Linked DNA regions of Mus musculus: region 2 is linked to region 1. Evidence: chromatin contacts called from public promoter capture Hi-C data. All regions are on one chromosome and are shown on one strand. Each heading gives the region's core, a stretch centred on a gene start, on an enhancer-like site or on the middle of the called end of the contact. The rest is flanking DNA. Distances are from core to core; before and after follow the strand shown. Region 1 holds the start of Utp20 (UTP20 small subunit processome component). Region 2 overlaps Gas2l3 (growth arrest-specific 2 like 3).

Region 1 (5,734 bases), core at 2,874-5,373:
TGAGGCCAGCCTGTTCTGCAGAGCAAGTTCCAGGACAGCCAGGGCTACACAAAGAAACCCTGTCTCAACCTTCCCTACCCCCAAATTATATTAGGGTTAAGGATATAGCTAGTGGTAGACAGCACCTCTAGCATGTGTCCTTGAGGCCCTGGGTTCAATCCCCAGCAACAAAGCAATAAAAATTAAAATCATCTTGTTGTCATTAAGTAGAAGGATGTTGAAGACACATCCCAGTGTGATAAAAGTGCTTTATATATGCATATATTGATTTATATCTAATTTTTCTTATTAAAAGCCAAAAACATGGGCTGGAGAGATGGCTCAGCAGTTAAGAGCACTGATTGCTCTTCCAGAGGTCCTGAGTTTAATTCCCAGCAACCACATGGTGGCTCAGAACCATTTGTAATGGGCATCCGATGCCACCTTTTGGTGTGTTTGCAGACAGTGACAGTGTATCCACATACATGAAATATGTACATGTGAGAGGGCTCAGTCCACTGGGGACCATGCCACCCCTGGAAGGTTCTAGGTGGCATACAAAAGTAAACAGAGCAAGCCGTGGAGAGCAAGCCAGTACACAGAACTCCTCCATGGCCTCGGCTTCAGTTCTAGTCTCCAGGTTCCTGCCCCGAGAGTTCCTCCCCTTGTTTTTAGTTGTAGTCTTGATCATAGCAATAGAATTCTAACTAAAACAACAAGAATGGAGACCAACAGCCCCCACTGTAAGATGTGTAACTGAAGCCATTTTGGATGATTCAGCCTAAGAATTTATGTAAGGAAATTTCTTACGAAAAGATGCCAGTACCCACTCCCGTATGTTTTTTTTTTTTTTTTAAATTGTGCACTCTCATCTTTAACATTTTATTGCTTGGTGCTTTTGACCTGTCCTGTAGCTTACGCTAAGACCACCTGCTGAACTCAAGTCTGTAACTGCGCCTCCGCATTCACCTGTGCTCTAGATTCACTAAGGTTTAGAGACAGGGTCTCACCATGTAGCATGGCTGGCCTCCTACTCACAGAGATCTGCTTTCTAGGTGCTGAATATGGGATTAAATGTGTGACCACCACACTCTGCTAGTCAAATGTGTTTCTGTGTTTCCCTTGGTGGCCTAGTAGTAGTTAAGATTAACTGTGCTTTCTGGAACTGTCCCTTTCTCTCAAATATCCCATGGACACTGTAATTTGCATGGGTCACAGGTACTACACATCACACTGAGCAAGTTCCAAGTGCAACCAATTATCTTCCTCGGAAGAGCTGCATGCTCTCTCTTATTAGCACTCAGTGCCTATCCTATCTCTAGAGAGTGTATATGCACACGTGAATGGCAGAGTCTTGCTCTGTAGTCCTGGCTGGCCCAGAATTTGTAATCTTCCTTCTTCATCCTCACCCGGAATCCCTTCCCAGATTGTTGAGTGGTCTCTTCAACCATCCGGCTATTGTAACCAAAAACCTTAACCTACCTTCTGTTCCTCTCCACATATTCAGTAGGTCAGTTCCCGCTCTTGAATGTAATGTCCCCGAAACGTCCCTTCTGATTTGGTTACCACTATCCTAATCATTTCTCATACAGACATCAGATCTTCTCTGCTAGTTTACATCCTGCTCTTTCCTTCACGTTAAAGACAGACAGGCTAAAAATCTTAAGCTTGATCATGTCACTTACTCCCCTGCTTACAGTTCAGGAACAGAATCCTATGGCTTTAGGATAAAATCCAAATGTCTCAGCACATAAAACTATTGAAGATCTTTCCTATGTCTCCAGCTACCCTCCTCTGCTGTTCCAGGCACCCCACTCGTGTGCACCCTAGACACATCTATAAGACTGAACAGTTTTGTAGTGCTTTAAATGGGACACACATTCCCGAGCTTCGGCTATTTTGTGCAGACTTTTCCCTTGGCCTGGAAAAGCCACTCTTGTCCTCTTGCCATGCTAAAACCTACAGCAAAACTCAATTCAGGTCCCATCTTAAAAATCATCTTCTGACATCCTTTCTGACACTCTCAGAAGGCTCCTTTCACTGAGTTCTCAAAGCCTTTTATGCTGGTCTAGATGTTATCATTCAACATGCTAACGTGGTAGAAGACAATGCTGGCAAAGACTCGGTACAGAATCTGCTCAGTAACAGATGAAGAGCTGAGGTTGAAACCCCAAGTTAAAGGTGTCAACGCTAACAAGACTGAGGTTAGGGTTAAGGCTTTTAAGAAAGGCTAGCAGAAGCACTAAGGGCTTGGTGCAGCAAAAAGGAAAACCCTTCTTCACAGAAGATGGCAGGTATGTGGTTAGAACCAGAAAAAAGTGCAGTTTAGTATCTTCGAGAGGAAGGAACTAAACACCAGGAAAGTGATTTCACTAAAATCACTTTAAAATCGGAGCTGCCAAAAAGTACAGGTCTGTAGACCCACTCGCAATGGACATGAGAAAAGAAGAGTTTCCAGTAACAAAACCCAATTGAGAATCAAGTCAAGCCAAGTCAAGTTCAACACGGCATCATCCGACTGAACAAGGCCAGGATGAACATGCACCATCTGGTATGGTACTCCTCTCGAATGATTCCAGCTAGCTGCATATAGCTATTGAGGGATTTAGGTTTAAAGTGAATGAACATATTTGCTGTGTGTGGTTTTTTAATTAGACAACACAGGTCTAAATCACTGCATGTACATTACAAATGGCTTGAAAAACAGCTTACTTACATTGGTGAGAGAAATTTAAAACTCCCTCTTACCTCGTCATAGCTTGCAGTTCTGTCGATACGGTGAATAATATCAATGTTCACATTCCCCAGTCTCTCTGCAAATGTAAGAAACTGCAGAGAAAAAGCATATTTAAGACATATTAGCATTCAATGCTTATCAGGTTTTGATATCTGCTGGAGTAAAACTACACCATAATCACATCAAATTCTGAACACAGAACGTTTTAGAGCTTCAGTGAGCAACCTCTGGACCATCACCACAAACAACAGTACCCTTAGCGTATCATTTCAGACCCGTGGTTTCTATTGGTCATAAAATATGTAACTTTTTAAAATAAGAGCAGCTATTACTTATGAAACACAAAAGGTAAATGTAAGAACTCTAAACAAAAGCAGTTACTACTTGAAGATAATAAATACTTGTACTTTTTGCATAACTTACTTCATCTGTATTTCTTTTTTCTTTTAACTTAAGTACCCTTGGAACAGGCTATGTAGCCAACGATGACCTTAAAATTTAAGTTCAGACCCTCTTGCTTCTACATCCCCAGGTCTGGGGTAACAGGCATTTAGCCATCACACCTGTTTTTGTTGTAACTGTTGTTGTTTTTAATGGGGATCCAACCTAGGGCTCCCTGAATGTTATTCAAACACTCCACCAACCGATCTACCTCCTACATTATGTTTTATCAAATACAATTTCCACACAGACTGGAACCTGGACGAACGCTTTCACACCACACCGAAAGCACAGGGATCTCGCTAAGTTGTGGGAACAGGTATATTTTTTAAAAACAGACAGACTCAGTTACAAAAGGGCTTGGAAAGGCATTATAAAGTACAACAGTAGCCAGCAGAAGTCATTCGCCACTTGCCAGCTCGCTCTACCCTCCTCTGTTCAGTCTTTAAAGTTAGAAGGGGGACTCGGTTGCAGACGATCCCCTGGGCCAATCAATTTGAGCCTGGAGTGAAGGGAGTTGCCCAGACAGGCCAGATCTCACCGCTAAAAGGCGGACTCTGGAATTCAAGTTTCCTCACTCCCCTGCGAACTAATGTTTTTTTTTTTTTTTTATACTGGCATAGTCTCCCATTTTCGCCAGAGCCCCGGGCAAGCGATTCCGGCTCTGCCCGGACTTGCAGGCCCTGGGGTTAAGGCGATCAGCTGGTCAGGCAGAGGCAGGGCGAACCGCGGCTCCGGGCCCAAACTCCCGCGCTCACCCGGTATGTGTTCTCGGTCTTGTGCGAAAGTGGCTTTGGCTTCATGGCTGCGGCGGGACAGCGGCCCGCGAGGGTCTCAGGACGACAGGAAGGGATCCGCGGGCACTGCGGAGGAGAAAGTTACTCCCACGCGGTACTCTCCAATGCTCCGGTGCCTGCTTTTCCTCACGTGTAGTTAGTGCCGCTGGGCGCCGCCATGTTGGAAAGCCAGGATGTGTGGGTCATGTGGGCGGAAGAGGCGGGCCGAGCATGCGTGCTCTTCCTGATTGTCAGTCGTGCAGTTTGCGGATGTACAGTTTTTGCTACATGAGAAGTTGGCCAACACAAAACAAACTCAGTGGTATTTTTGTGGACGTTTTGTTTTGTTTTGGACATTGTTTGTCATATTTGTCATTTGCCTGTTGGTCTTGATTTTCGTTTTTGTAGATTGGTGGTGATGGTGGGGTTTGGTTTGGTTTGGTGTTTTGTTTTTTCAAGACAGGGTTTCTCTAATCCTGGCTGTCCTGGAACTCACTGTGTAGACCAGGCCGGCCTCGAACTCAGAAATCCGCCTACCTCTACCTCCCAAGTGCTGGGATTAAAGGCTTATGCCACCACTGCCCAGCGTCCTTCCTTCCTTCCTTTCTTTCTTTCTTTCTTTCTTTCTTTCTTTCTTTCTTTCTTTCTTTTTTAAGAGAGAAGAATGTACAGTTGAATGGGTTGGGAGAATCTGAGAGGAGTTGGGAAAGGGAAAAACACGATCAAAATATATTGTATGAAAATTTTTAATAAAAAGGATAAAAGGGTTTTATTATAGAAAGAAAGCATAACCGTCACAACCTAGCATTAACTGCTGCTCGATACATACCGTGCACCATCAAAAGCTGTTTCCACCCATAATACAGTAATGCTGGTTATAAACTCAAAACGTGAAGTGTATGTTTGTTTGTTTTTTTTAAGCCCCCTTGGCATGCAAGGAAACCAAAGTTGGGCATCTTGTAAGTGACGATCTTCATTCACACGCAGACTCCGAGGTCCAGGTTTTAGTTTAGTACTAGAAAATAAAATCTGGCTCTTCACGAATGCCAGGAAGCAGCTCTACCACTAAGCTAGATCCTACAGCTCTTAATCATATATATAGAGAGAGTGTGTGTGTACAGTCGATGAGCCATGGAGTTATTTGCACAAAAATTGATGGAGGAAGGTCCAAGTGCAAAGTCCTTGAGATAAGATTTCATCCTAGCCTGGCTTGTGAGTAGTCAGAGCCCATCATGGGTAGAATACAGTGAATCAAGATATCTTTGCCTCCATTTATTACCTTTCCCATTGTAATCCATTTTAATCCATGGGAGTTCTGGGTATTTCTTCAAATCATGAAACAGTTCCCATGACTTTTGAACTGGGTTTGGTTGGCCAATCCATCATCATTTTATATTTTCTGTCCCCATGAGTTTTGTTTTGTTTTGTTTTGAGACAAAGTTTTTTTGTATAGCCTTGGCCATCCTTTCACTGTAGCCCAAGTGGGTTTCAAACTCAAAGAGCCCCCTGTCTCTGCTACTCAGTGCTGGGATCAGAAGTGTGCACCACCAATCACCACCCAGCTCCCTTCCTCATGATTCTCTGTGTTAAAGAGTAAGGTGTAAAACTGCCCCAATTATATACAAGTCAAACAATCCAAACGGAAATAACACTAGTAAGGTTCCTTATTCATAATAGACTTTGAATGTCTGAAATAATCCCGCATCCATTACCTCTCTGGTGTTTATGACAGCCCTGTGAGGTAAGCAGAAAGATATAATTGCCTTCCTATCATACAGAAAGAAATGAAATAGTCCCAGAG
Region 2 (6,024 bases), core at 2,212-4,711, 590 kb after region 1:
TGGCATCTCTTTTGAGTGCTAAGAGGTGCTTTCAAAGATGTACATATTGCCATTAGTGATGCTCAGAACCGGAACGTTTGGCAAGTTTTTGGTGGTTTTCTGTTGTAAGGGATCCTGAGTAGATCTTTGATTTTATGCATACTGCTTGGGTAAAGATCCAGTGGTCTTTACCCAAGGTTCTCTTGCTGTATGTAGGTCTAGAGAATGCCAGCAGCCAGCCACGATGCTCACTCATTCAATGATGGCAGGTCTGGGTCAACTATTTTGTTTGTGTTAGAAACCGTATTTGAAGGGGCCGAGGAGGAAGCTCAGTCGCAATGCTTATCTATCAATGTAAGACACCATAGATCCTCAGTCTCACAAAGAAAAGAAAGGAAGAGGAGGAGGATGGAAAGCAGATTTTAAAGGGAGGGCATCTGAGTTATAAAAGAGGAGTCAAAGTGACAATTTTTTTTGAGGCGTGTCTCTAGTGCATAGCTGAACATGACCTTGAATTTCTGATCCTCCTGCCTCCACTTTCCAAGTAATGGAATTACAAGCGTGTACCTCTTAGACCTGCTTTTCCTTCCTACAACTTAGGATAACTGGTAATACCATAGTTACTTAACACCCTTAAAAGTTCCCAAAGTACATTAATAAACTTTAAATAGTGACAAGCCTGTACATAAATCATTTACAAGTATCCCTGTGGGTGGAAGGTGTTTATGCTGTCATGAAATCATTGGATATTCCTGACGAGAATCTGCCTACAGAACAGAAGGTACACTGTCTGCTGGGCACTGGAAAACTGAGCACAACATGGCCTTACTAATGAAGATGAACATAATCTGGAGACTAATTAAAATCGACAGTGTGCTAGCAAAAGAAATACAAGTCACCTGATGAGATGTGTGCATAGCATCACACAAAGGTTCTCTTAATACCATCTTAATCTTTTGTACGCGTCAATATATGTGGTGTGCATGCATGTATGTGAGTCTGTGTGTATATATGCATTCATAGGTGTGTGTGCGTGTGTGTGTGTGTGTGTGTGTGTGTGTGCATATGTGAACAGGATATATGTATGAGTCTGTACATAGAGAGAACAGACATTGACTTTGGGAATCTTCCTTTTTTACTAAGGTAGGGGTGGTCTCTCAAAAGAGCTGCCTCTCATCCATCGGCTCCTCTCGCCAGCCAGCTTGTCCCAGGAAATCCTGTCTCTTCCTCCTGAGTGCTGGGACTACAGGCAGACCATCAAGCCCACCCAGATTTGTATGTAGGTATGGGGACACAAACTCCAATCCCCATGCCTGTACTAGACATGACTTATCCATTGAGCCACCCCCCATCCCTTTTAATTTTAAGATCATTAAAACCTAATTCTGGTATCAAAACACATTATTTTAATGAAAAAATTTATATGTACATATAGGAAATGTCTATTTAAAATATCTTAGTATGCTAAAAGCTATTAAATGTTTCCCTGTCACACTGCACAGACTTCATCTAAAAATATAAGATACAAAGTGTCTAGATTATATATATATATATTTTTTTTTTTTAAAAAACTTAATTCTTACTAAATTTCAGCTTATGATTCAATAAGTTAACTTACTTGGTTGAGTTTTTTTTTCTTTTTATCAAAAATATTGGTTATAAAATGATACAGTATTAAAAAGCCAAGTTTAATTAAAAAACCAAATAGTCCCTTCTGATACGGAAATATTATAGAGATTTAAATAGTAAGAATTCCATTTAATCCAGAATAATATCAAAGTAAACAGCAGGAGCCATTGGTACTTAGGATTGCTGGACCAGGATTCCTGACCAATAAATTAGGTGCCTATTACAGCACATTTCAAAACCTTGCTGGCTTCTACTGTGTACCCCTGCCTCAGCCTTCGGAGCTGGGATTACAGGCACACACTAGCGCCAAGCAAACCATTGCTTTGTGGCTGAGCACAGTAACTAGTGTTTAAGAGTATCGGAGTTGCTATTAGCAGATAACCTCCACAGTTAACCTGTGTTCAAAAATATACCACCAATAGTTAAAATTCTAGTAGTGTTCTTGGACTTTTACACTTCCCTCAAACAGCAGACATCATTAGCAAGATGATACAGGTCAAAACTCACACATTTGTCCATTGATACACAAAATGCATGGGTCCTTTCCCTGACCCAGCTTCATCCCATCTTGACTTCATGTCTGCAGCTCTCCGGACAGACACAAATAGGAAGATCTTTGGTGATCCTTGTGGCTCGCCATTCATTGATCACCCTGATTTGCTGAAACGATACAAGTGTATTTATTTCCTAAGCTTCTTATTTCCGGTCATAACAAAATAATGGTCATCTTCTTCCTTCTTCCTGGCAGTGGGCATTTTATCTCCGCTGTCTGCCCCCTTACCAGATGAGGGTGGGTCCCTGAAGGAAGTTGGTGGCTTGCTGCTTTTGGGAGGCCCTTTAGCTGAGTACTGGCCCTTCATGGCAGTCTTGGCTGACTTCGAGACAGTTTCTGTCTTGGTAGCAGATTGGGGAACAGTCACAATAGACAGCGGGGTACGGCCAGGAGACTTTGAAGAGCCAGGTCCCGGATTCCGGCAGACACCCTTACTCTGAGGTTGCTTTTTGGCAACTGAAACTGTATTCTTACCTTTCGATCCCTGAGTAGCTTTTGCAGAGGACCCTGAGCACACAGAAGCTGGACTGTTTAAATTCAATGTAGACTGAAGTCTTTGTGCTGAGACTGCTCCTGACCTCGGCGTTCTAGTGGGTGGCTGAGACTGTGTCCCTAGACCTATGGCTCCGGTTTTAGAACTGGGCTTGGTCACTTTGGCAGGTGGCTGGAAAGGAGAAGGGTTAGGCCTTCCGTGCATGGCTCCTTTAGGTAGCTTTGGGGACTTGGATGATAAGTTTATACGTGACTCATCCCTAGAAGAAAGATGATTGTGTTTCAAATGCTTTGGTTCCATTTTTCCAGGAGATTTACTTGGTAAAAGTCTGGACTTAGACAGATCTCTTGAATTCTGGGCTGGAATAGCCTTGGTCTGTGCAGTCTTGGGGAAGGTGACACATTTTCGCGATGACTCTGAGGCACACTGTGCAGTGCTTGGTTTAGACCCTGGATTTGGAGAAGCCAGGGACTGCGATACACTGTTGGAAGGAGCAGTCGTCTTTTTTGCTGCGTCCTTCAAAGATGTCACCTTGGGATGTGGAAATGATGCTGGAGAATCTGGCCGTTTAGCCCGGGTAGACGGGGAAGCCAAATTACCTTTTACTGACGATGCAGGCAGACGTGCACCTGGTAGACGTACCTGTTTCTCCTTGTTCTTCGGAACACTCACTGGTGTGCCAGGTCTTAAATTTTGTTTCTGAAACATATTAACTGCTGACAAAGGGTTCATTTCTGGAGGCTGAGGCGTTCTGGCAGGCGAATCTGGCACGCTTTCATTAGAAACTCCTTTTTGAAATGCTAAAATTTTTTGTTCTAGTGTAGCAAACTGCAGTATTCGACAGGGGTCATACTTCAGCAAAAATCCCTGTAGAGTATCCCAGCCTCCACCGACGCGGACCATAACGTGTTTTCCATGAAGCATCTGCCCCAAAAGTGAAAATAAAAAAGTCAACAGGGAAACTGAGACGTTTATAGCTTCAGTCTGGTCACAATCGTGATATGCATTTGCTATGACCTGGGAAACAGCTTCATTTCAAACTGACACACTCTCTCTCTCTCTCTCTCTCTCTCTCTCTCTCTCTCTCTCTCTTTCTTGGTACTAAAATAATAAGTTTAGTATTAGGCTATACAACTAATAATAAAAGCCATTTACTTTGTAATACAAATATTGACAAATCATTTGTATCCTAAAATCCACACAATTAATATAGAAAACTGAAATAACAATAGTGTTCCATGGATTGAGTACTGACAGAAGGGAAGGAGACAGCAGAAAGCCTCATGGTAGGCAAAAAAGCAATTAGAAAGAACAACTAAAACTTGTATTTTAAATTTGAAAGTTACAGCCTATCAATTTCATCTTTAAAACATTTATATAAGGCAGGAGAGATGGCTCGGTGGTTAAGAGCACTGACTGCTCTTCCAGAGGTTCTTGAGTTCAAGCCCCAGCAACCACATGATGGCTCACAACCATCTGTAATGGGATCTGATGCCCTCTTCTGGTGTGTCTGAAGACAGCAACAGTGTACTCATACACATGAAATAAATGAATCTTTAAAACAAAACAAACCACTCATATAAGTTATCCTTGCAGATAAGAATGGCTCTGAGGGATTAAGGTATTTGTGGCTAGCCTCAAACCCGCCAGGCTGCCCCAACACAGGCACTTTTGTGGGGATAAAACAAACCCTGGCTCTACCAATGTGACCAGCTCAGCTGGTAGATCTTCGTATCTATATGAGCTCAGCTTTACACTGCAGCTCTAAATCCCAGTCTGTGTGCCTCGTGTTTACGACACAGTTAAGTGTGGCTTACTCTTGGTCCTAATCAAAGAACATGCTCTTTGGAGTGAGCCCTGGTGAATGCCGAGTCTATGTAATGGATAAGTGTTCAGAACTAATGTCGTTTATTCCCTCTGAGGTTCAGGAAAGAGTCTGGAAGAGGAGGTGGGAAGGGTGTAAGAGTCAGATGACAGGAAGAAAGGCTAAGAAATTTCATCTTCTGGGCCAGACACAGCCATTGTGGTAATAAACTCCTAGCTGCTGTGGACGGCTGCACTGAGCCTGTGTAGGACTGGGCCAGTCAGTCAGTCAGGCGTGGATGGAGGAGGGGCTTAGGGAACCCTTCCTCTTCCTGCTGACTAAGTGCTAAGAAAGGAAACCACAAGACCCCACAGTCACTTGTCCCAAGTCTCTCTTCCAGTTAGTTTAGCTAATTAATGTTAACAGCCAACTAACCTGCTTCTGTTTGCTATTGATTGCTTCAGGGATGGGTGAAACTGCCTTCGACTGAGTACCCATTGATGACCCCTGCTGGGCTCCAATGGAAGATTCAATCCAATACCTACACTGATGGTCACAGAAGGTCTTAACTAAACTACGTGGCAAAACAAACCCAAAAGCCATGAGGATAGGAAGGGATTGGTAGGGAAGATAAAATTGAGTTGATCGGGATGAGGGGCCATAACAAGAGAATGAAGAATAATCAGAACACATTATATGCATGTGCAAAGCAGAAAGAACGCTAACTCAAAGACAGGAAGTGAATTGGGGTTTCTCTCTGAGTTGGATCCAGGGTGGGAATGTGAGGACTCTGTGTGAACTATACCGTGTTTCTGAATCGAGAGAAAACAGCTCTTGTGTTATATCAAAAGTAGAAAAATGCTAAACGGGTGACATTTTAATGTCTTATCAACAAAAGGAAGAAGTAATCAACTGCGGATGGGGCAAAGGAAGGCCATAACTTGGGTATCCTCACCCCAAACCAGAACACGGCCATACACGGGTGTCCTCATCATAGTGCTCTGTGACCTAAGACAAAGATCTTGTGCTTCCTCCTGAAAGCACTCTCATCACAAATGGCAATACTTCTGTTTATTTTCTGACCAACTAATACTAATCTCAGTGGACATTCTATTTTGTTCGTTTCTTCTTAGGGAGTTGATGGGAAAATTATTTCATTAAGAAAATCTGAGCCAGGCAGTGGTGGCGCACACCTTTAATCCCAGCACTTGGGAGGCAGAGGCAGGCGGATTTCTGAGTTCAAGGCCAGCCTGGTCTACAGAGTGAGTTCCAGGACAGCCAAGGCTACACAGAGAAACCCTGTCTTGAAAAACCAAAAAAAAAGAAAAGAAAAAAAAGAAAATCTGAAAAATGCAGTAAATTCCCAGAAGCACATGGAAGTATTTTTAAACTCTATTCGATGTTTAAGCAGTCTCAGCTGTCTTCTAGTTACTTGAATGTTAAAAGCATCTACTCAAACTCACTTAAAATTCCTGGAATCAAGCATTCCATATTTCTTCCTGTACAGTGAAATTCTTCCATGAATAGCCAGCCCCTGTATTCTAATTTGTTTTACAAGGTAAAGGG

What was found. Promoter capture Hi-C pulls out the DNA fragments that hold promoters and counts their contacts.
Region 2: a contact with region 1 is called in a promoter capture Hi-C map of hippocampal neurons, with 2.7 times the contacts expected there. The contact joins the enhancer-like site here to the promoter of Utp20 in region 1. A contact is called at or near these places in 5 of 39 promoter capture datasets (the C10 cell line, embryonic stem cells and hippocampal neurons), 4 of 484 Hi-C or Micro-C datasets (cortical neurons, granulocyte-monocyte progenitors, nephron progenitors and 1 more) and 4 of 115 datasets of contacts at active chromatin or transcription factors (embryonic forebrain, embryonic stem cells, large pre-B cells and 1 more).

Annotation. Positions count from the first base shown.
Region 1 is chr10:88,822,691-88,828,424 of GRCm38.p6, forward strand. Utp20 (UTP20 small subunit processome component) reads right to left here and starts at 4,124. Exons shown (of 62, transcript NM_175158.3): 1 at 3,916-4,124; 2 at 2,728-2,808. The coding sequence starts at 3,960.
Region 2 is chr10:89,410,915-89,416,938 of GRCm38.p6, forward strand. Gas2l3 (growth arrest-specific 2 like 3) reads right to left here. Exons shown (of 11, transcript NM_001033331.2): 11 at 1-3,578. The coding sequence ends at 2,289. Among named protein-coding and RNA genes, the nearest start is that of Gas2l3, 30 kb to the right of the region's middle. Within about 2 kb of position 3,462, at least 39 of the 459 cell types and tissues checked have an H3K27ac peak or open chromatin away from gene starts, as enhancers often do. A contact at or near this core is called in hippocampal neurons and pro-B cells, where this site is marked.